2 separate regions of the Mus musculus genome follow, and region 2 is linked to region 1. A link is a contact called in public HiChIP or PLAC-seq data. All regions are on one chromosome and are shown on one strand. Each heading gives the region's core, a stretch centred on a gene start, on an enhancer-like site or on the middle of the called end of the contact. The rest is flanking DNA. Distances are from core to core; before and after follow the strand shown.

Region 1 (3,731 bases), core at 605-3,104:
GTAATGGAATCCAATGCTGTCTTCTGGTGTGTCTGAAGACAGTTACAGTGTACTCATATACGTAAAATAAATAAATTCTTAAAAAAAAAGTCTCCTTCTGGTTCAAACAAAAAAGGCTCAGTGGAACAGGGACATGCTCATAGGGCCACAGCTATGCAGAACTGGACATAAACACATGCTTGCAAGGATTTTTGAAATAATCATTTGTTATCTTAAGTCATCTCATCTGGGTTTCGGGCTTTTTGAGGATGGGACAAAGGGTAATGTAAAGACCTGGTAGACAAGGACAGGGCTTGAGGTTGGCACTGTGCATTCTCAGGATAAGACCCGGAGGAGCAGGCCATCAGGATGCTGGCGCCACCAAGTGGTGCCTGAAACAACCATTGGCTTTCCTTTGGCCCCTCCAGTGATAACTCCCTCTAGGCTTAGCTTTGCCTTCCAGGGTAACCGGCAGAGTGTGAGGAGCTCCATTTCTTTCACGAATGATCCTGGCTCTTCAACCAGAAGTGGAGAAAATGGATAAAGGGCAAATAGTGTTTGCTATAGAACTTGATTTCCTTTTGGTTCCTGATTTGGGCAGATGCTCCGCCGTGCCTGCCCTTTACCTACCAAGTAGATTGTGTAAAGTCTTCCTAACTGCCTGGACTGGGTCTTACAACTGTGTCCCTCTTTACCATCTCATCTGTTATGGACATTTCATTTCTTTATTGCCATTTCCCTAGCCTGGTTTGTTCTTACGTTTCTAGTGAACACTCAAGGACTAACCATACTCTCTCTGCTTTGGCCCAGCTATAACCTAGGGTTTCTCAATGGTGAACATTCATTAACAGTGTCCAATTGTTTCTTTGTACCCACAGCAAAATCTGTTTCACTGCTACAACTTGTAAGAGGTGATGATGATGCCTAGGTTCCTTAGAAGGAACCCAGGTTACCTCTTACCAGGTTAGCCCATTATGACTGCTGTGGCCCAGTAGGACTTTATTCACAGTTAAGGTACTCTGGTTATGAGAGTCCATTACATGGTTCCACAAACACCTTACCTATCTGCTTCTCCTTCTCCTGATGCATTTAATACATAAACTAAAAGAAAATTGTGCCAAACTTTTGTTGGATTGAGGAATTTGATTCAGTAAGGAAAACTCATGCCAAAGTGAAAGAAAAGAGAGAGAAAGGGAGGGAAGGAGGGAGGAGGGGAAAGAAGCGAGAGGGAGGGATAGAGAGAGAGAGAGAGAGAGGGGGGAGAATGCATCTTTTAAAACACCTAAATATTAAAATTCAAACTTTTCAGATTTATCACTTCATTTAAAATGTATTTTCTTAGGAATTCATATTTTTAGGTTTTAATTTTCCATAGAAAATGGTCCCAGGTAGGAAACAAATAGCACACCCGTAATTCATCAGCGGATGGAAGAATGCTCTAGTGAACACAGACACTCTAAGCGCTTTGGGCAGGGAGCAACACTTACGCTGCAGCCCCTTCAGTGCCAAAGGTTGTACGTCATTTGTCCATGGTCAGTGTTGTGCTTGGTGCATAAATACGGCACAGCAGCATTTACAGGGCTTTCTCTCCATTTGTGTAACTGGTCTTTATGGCAATGCATTTGGGTTTAAGTGTTTTCTAGTTGGTGTCAACCTGGCTGAAGCCATACCATTTAAAGGCATGCTTCCCCTTACCCCCTTATTAAAAATTAATCCCGGGATACTGAGGAATTTGAGCACACCCACACAGTCCCTTACCTAGTCTTCTTTATAACCAGTAACAATTAGTTTTGGGATAGCCAGAGTCTGTGTCTTTGGCAAGGCGTGTGAGAACAAGCTGACCTGTGTAGGCTCGGAGGTGTTGCCTCATTGACCCTGAAAGGTCACTGCCCTTTCTCCTTCCGGGATGGCCTAGAAGTGACCCACTTTAGAGCCCAGGATGTTGTAGCTGAAGCTACTCTTTAACTAGCTGAGTCATTCACTGAGTCACTGTCCCTTATCACCGGGATGTTCTGCACCTGCTGAGCACACAGGAAAGAATGTGCAGGGCATCCTGGAGGGGACTTTCCAGTGCGCCCACACCTGTGCACTCACACACACGCACTCACACACGCACTCATACACACCAATACACACATCCATACACATGCATACACGCACACACACATGCACATACATACACATCCATACACATACACACACACACACACACACACACACACGCGCACTCATACACACCAATACACACATCCATACACACACACACATGCACATACATACACAGACATACACATACACACACACACACACACACATCCATACACATGCATACACACACATACACACACACACATGCATATACATACACACTCATACACACATACACATCCATACACATACACACACACACACACACACACACACACACACACTCATGCACATACATACACACTCATACACACATACACATCCATACACACCCATACACACATCCATACACACACACATGCACATACATACACGACACACACATCCATACACATACACACACACACACACACACACACACACACACACACACACACACAAGGGGGGGGCAATGTAGCATGTTCATGTGCAATGAGTAAGCTGTCTCTGTTACTTTCTTTTCTAACATGGTTTAGTTTATAAAACTCTCTCCTCATTATCTCAGAATCATTAGGAGGAAGGTCAGGCACCAAGCACTAAGCCATGTGGGCAAATATTCAGATCTGCTCTCCTTAAAATATTTTTTCCTTTTCTCTAAATGTGTGGTGAGTGATCCTGCATAATTTAGATACAAGGACAAGTATTATACCTGACATGTAAAAATACCAATACTGTTTTCAGCTTTGGAAAATATATTATTTAATATGAGGCTAAATTTGAATCCCTATTTTGTCATTTTCCAGGTTATTTTATTATTTATTATTATTATTATTTTACTTTAGACAGAGAAGGTGAGTTCTCTGTGTTTTGGGTTATTTATCTGCAGCATAGGGCTATACTCTATTTCCTGGGTTTTTAGGGTTTGTTTAGACAGATTTTATTTATATAAAAATTAACAAACCACTAGTCATTGCTCTTAGTATATTTAAAGATTTGTGCAACTATCTCCAATTCTAATTTTAGAACAGTTTTATTGTCCTTAAACCTTGATTCACCCCGAGGCCACCAGCTATCCCTCTCTATGCCTGCTCAGATTTCAAAATGTGAACTAAATAAACGTCTATGTGATAAACATTCATAACGCCATCCAAGACCAGTAAGTGCCATATAAATGTTGTCAATTGTGACGTTGATGTCATTTTAAAATCAACATTATTGCTATTATGTTTGTACTGTCAGTCAACATAGTGTCTGGAAAAAAAATCACCATTTGCAGAACAAACGTGAAAGGCAGTGGAAATCATTATTCCCTTAGCACTCTAAATAAATGGGCCTCCATACACAAACTACAAGTAAAACCCAAGTCAGACAGGGATCTTTGAAAGATGCCTTAAAACACAGCCCAGTGCATGAGCAACCCCCAGCTGAGAACGGAAGATCGTAGTTTCCAGGACAGCCTGGGCTACAAGATGTGACTTTATCTTGGACATCCAAAATGAAATTCAAAGCGCTCTTACTGCAATGTCTTGACTCAACTGTACTGTACGGTGATTATGGGAAATTCATGTTAAGTCCTGAATGCCAACCAGTAAGTAGACATTTAATCAAGGGGACGCCACAGACTG
Region 2 (3,731 bases), core at 855-3,354, 400 kb after region 1:
TTTAATGATAGTAAGATACTTAAGAGACAATGTTTAATAGGGAAGGTATATATTACACTTGCATACAAATATGTCATAATTTGGATTAAAATATATAAAATTACAAAACATTAAAAATAAGCATAGGAAAATACCAATAGTGCTACATAGGGTAAAGTTATAGGATGTATGTAACTATTTCCCCCAAAATTAATTAATTAATTAATTTTTATATGTTTTTATTAGATATTGTCTTTTTTTACATTTCAAATTTTATCCCCTTTCCTCATTTCCCATCAGAAATACCCCCATCCCTTCTCCCATCCCCCTGGTCACTAACCCACCCACTCCACTTCCCTGTCCTGGCATTTCCCTACACTGGGGCATTGAGCCTTCACAAGGCCAAGGGTCTCTCCTCACACTGATGTCCCCCAAGGCCATCATCTGCTACATATGTGGCTGGAGCCTAAGTTTGGAGCAGAGACAGAAGGAAAGGCCATCCAGTGACTGTCCCAGCTAGGGATCCATCCCATATACAGTTACCAAAGCCAGACACTATTGCGGATGCCAACAAGTGCTTGCTGACAAGAGCCTGATATAGCTGCCTCCTAAGAGGCTCTGCCAGTGCCTGACAAATACAGAAGTGGAGGCTCACAGCCATCCATTGGACTGAGCACAGGGTCCCCAATGGAGGAGCTAGAGAAAGGACCCAAGGAGCTAAAGGGATTTACAGTCAAACAACAATATGAACCAAACAGTACCCCCAAAGCTCCCAGGGACTATACCACCAACCAAAGAGTGCACAGGAAGGGACTCTGAGTACTTTTTCAAAGGGTGTAGTTCCTTCTCCTGGCTGATTGCACTTTAAGATATGTGATCCTTCCTTCTTCAGCACAGGAAAATCTCAAGTTCTGTCCTCTGTCTTGTTAGTCCTAACGAGGATTTATTCTCTTGCACAGATTAAAAGGATGAATGAGCTAAAAGTATAGCTCAACAGAAGGCTTGCTTAGAGCTTGTTGGTCCCCATGTTCAATCCTCATCACGACAAGGAGAAAAAGAGGGATTCTAGAACAGTAAGGAAAAAAAAAAGAGAGCAGGAAGTGATACATAAACAGACTGTTTGGAGGATTAATGAGTAAGATTCAGAAGGCAAAGGCAAGAATGAAAGGGAAAGGTGAGAAGCCAGTCCATAAGCCGGCCTTGGATACTAAAGGGCAGAAAAAGTACAGGATTTGCTATTGGCAGGTAAGATAGGTTTCAGATTCGGTGACTGTAATTGAAATATAATGTCCGGATATCCCCCAGACTGAGTACAACCATGCAAGGTCTCAGACTAAAGGACCCATAGTGGTCCCACCCTCAGCTTTTTGGGACCAAGGCCAACTCCTCTTCTAATATTAGCAAAGCACCTGTGTCAACGTCACAAGCCTGAAAAAGTATGTTCCGATGTTACTAGAACGCATCAAGAAAAGAATGTTTCCAAGGTGTGGATGGTGGTGTCAGGTCTCTTGTGGATTCATCCGCACAGTCAAGCAACATGTTCATAGGCGACATACTCATGCAGAGGACCCAGTGTGGGAATGAAGAGGATAAGGCACAAAAGTCCCTGTTCTCTGAGAGAAATATGGACGAAGGCTAACATGTCTTAAATATCAGCGAACATACAGTGTGAGCCCACCGACATGTCATCCCGAGAAACACATAAAGATATTAGAATGATCCATGGCTGTCAGTTCATGGTGGACAGAGAGGCTATTGTGTGGAGAATATAGATTTTTAGGGCAATGAACTTCTTCTGCATTCCGATGACTGCATGGCTTTAGGAATTCATCAAGTGTGTAAAATGTTCATCACTAAGGGTGATCTCATCCACACTGAGGCAGAGTCGATAACATCAATACTGCTTCCTCCTTTATTACAAATGTACTATACCAAAGGAAGCTATTCATGATACAGGCATGGCTGGGAACTCTGTACTTTCCCCACAGTTTTTCCATAAGCATCAACAGTCACATCATACCTTTGTTCAGTACTAAATTGTAATCAGGACCACAAAGAAGATAGCATAGTAGTGATTGCTAAGGCAGAATAGTCAGGCATCTGATAGATACACGCATGCGTGGGATGTGCATGTCAGACGGAGAAGACAGTGGTAGAATGGTGTTGGGGTGAAGCAGATTTAGACTGTCGGGTTCAACAGGGAAATGGAAACAGTGTCCATGCAGATGATGCAAGTGTGCTTAGAAGTTCAGTTTCTGATTGCACACATGGTTGTGGTAAAAGGGAGTTGAACAGGAATGGAGAAGTGAAGAGGAGCAGGCATAGAAGACAGAGTGCTGTGTGACATACAAGGAACGGATTCAGAGGGTCTGATGACCAGGGAAAGGAAAATACTAAATGCCCTCTATGTCATCTGGATTGTTTATCAAGCCATGGGGTTCCCTCTCTAGGGAAGAGCATGGTAAGGGGTGGAGAATAAAGATGGAAACAAGAACGCTTGACTTGTGCGCAAGCGATTATTATGAATGAATGACAGAAATAGGTTGATTGATTTCAAACGCTGCCTTAAATTTTACCGTAGAGGGGATCACTAAAAGCGGAACAGAGGAGCTACAGTGCTTAGGGAGAGATTGATATTCACGGAGAACTAATACTCTCTAACAGGATTAAGACGAAGCTAAATTTATCTGATATGACTTGCCACAGCTCACATTTAGAGACACATCAAATATGATTCTCTAAAATCAACTCATCTTCCTAAATCCAAATACTTCTGATAATTATATTAAATTATTTTTTTGTCAGGATCTCTTAGTATTGGTTAGACAGGATGTATTTTGTGCCGAAATAGACTGAGACACACTTTCTAATTCTCAAATGCACAATACAACTGTCTCCTGCACTTTTGTTGACTCCATGGCAAAGAAAAAGCTATAATTCAGAATGATCCTATGGTGGCATTAATTATATTTATGGAATATCAAGTGCCATTATTTTTGCCCGTCCTTCTTATATTTATTGCCTTGACATAAAAATCAGATGATTTTATCATGGCATTGTATAGGTAAATTGTTGTCATGAAAGGTTACATCTGCTATATAATACTAGCATAAAACTTGGCAAGGTTTTTTTTAAATATGGCATATTGTTTAGTTTCCTTAAAATACAGAAAAAGTAATATTTATTGCCAGACATAAAATTAGACAAGCATGACATTTTCAAATGTGTGACTTATTTAGCGCTTCTCAAATGTGAACGGGGAGTGGGCGGGCTGCTGGCACATAGACAAATAGAATTTTCCAAGAAAAAGTGTGTGGGCAACTTCGATTCCATTCAGTCTGTTTTTGATGAAGGAAATATATTACTGAGAAGAATTAGTTCTTGAACTTGGGTGCATAATAGAAAGTACACCCTTTATCATCTAAATTAAACCTTCCAATGAACATACAGGATTATTAAACGGTGTAGAAGTACTCATAAAATGTACATAGACACACCTAGTGGCCAGATTGCTTCTGGAAAGCAATTTGAGAAACCACAAACAGTCGCTAGCATGTAAACGTGCTGGTATGGTGAACCCACAGAAGAGCCATCCAGGTATGAAGTAGAAGGATTCTCTAGACATGCTCTGGTACCTACAGCAGGGACTACTCTGTTGGACCACTAGGCTCTGAACGTCATGCAATGTGTTCATCCCAAAAGTGAACATAAAGAGCTTTGTTTTCTCTAACCTGTTATGTGCAATCTCTATG

What was found. HiChIP or PLAC-seq counts read pairs in DNA pulled down with a chosen protein or histone mark.
Region 2: a contact with region 1 is called in a FOXA1 HiChIP or PLAC-seq map of pancreatic cancer cells. The contact joins two enhancer-like sites. A contact is called at or near these places in 3 of 484 Hi-C or Micro-C datasets (cerebral cortex, embryonic stem cells and ventricular fibroblasts) and 1 of 115 datasets of contacts at active chromatin or transcription factors (pancreatic cancer cells).

What each region holds. Positions count from the first base shown.
Region 1 is chr10:115,778,472-115,782,202 of GRCm38.p6, forward strand. No RefSeq gene overlaps it. Among named protein-coding and RNA genes, the nearest start is that of Tspan8, 37 kb to the right of the region's middle. Within about 2 kb of position 1,855, at least 29 of the 459 cell types and tissues checked have an H3K27ac peak or open chromatin away from gene starts, as enhancers often do. A contact at or near this core is called in pancreatic cancer cells, where this site is marked.
Region 2 is chr10:116,179,172-116,182,902 of GRCm38.p6, forward strand. All of the region lies in intron 5 of Ptprr (protein tyrosine phosphatase, receptor type, R), which reads left to right. Among named protein-coding and RNA genes, the nearest start is that of Taf7l2, 67 kb to the left of the region's middle. Within about 2 kb of position 2,105, at least 18 of the 459 cell types and tissues checked have an H3K27ac peak or open chromatin away from gene starts, as enhancers often do. A contact at or near this core is called in pancreatic cancer cells, where this site is marked.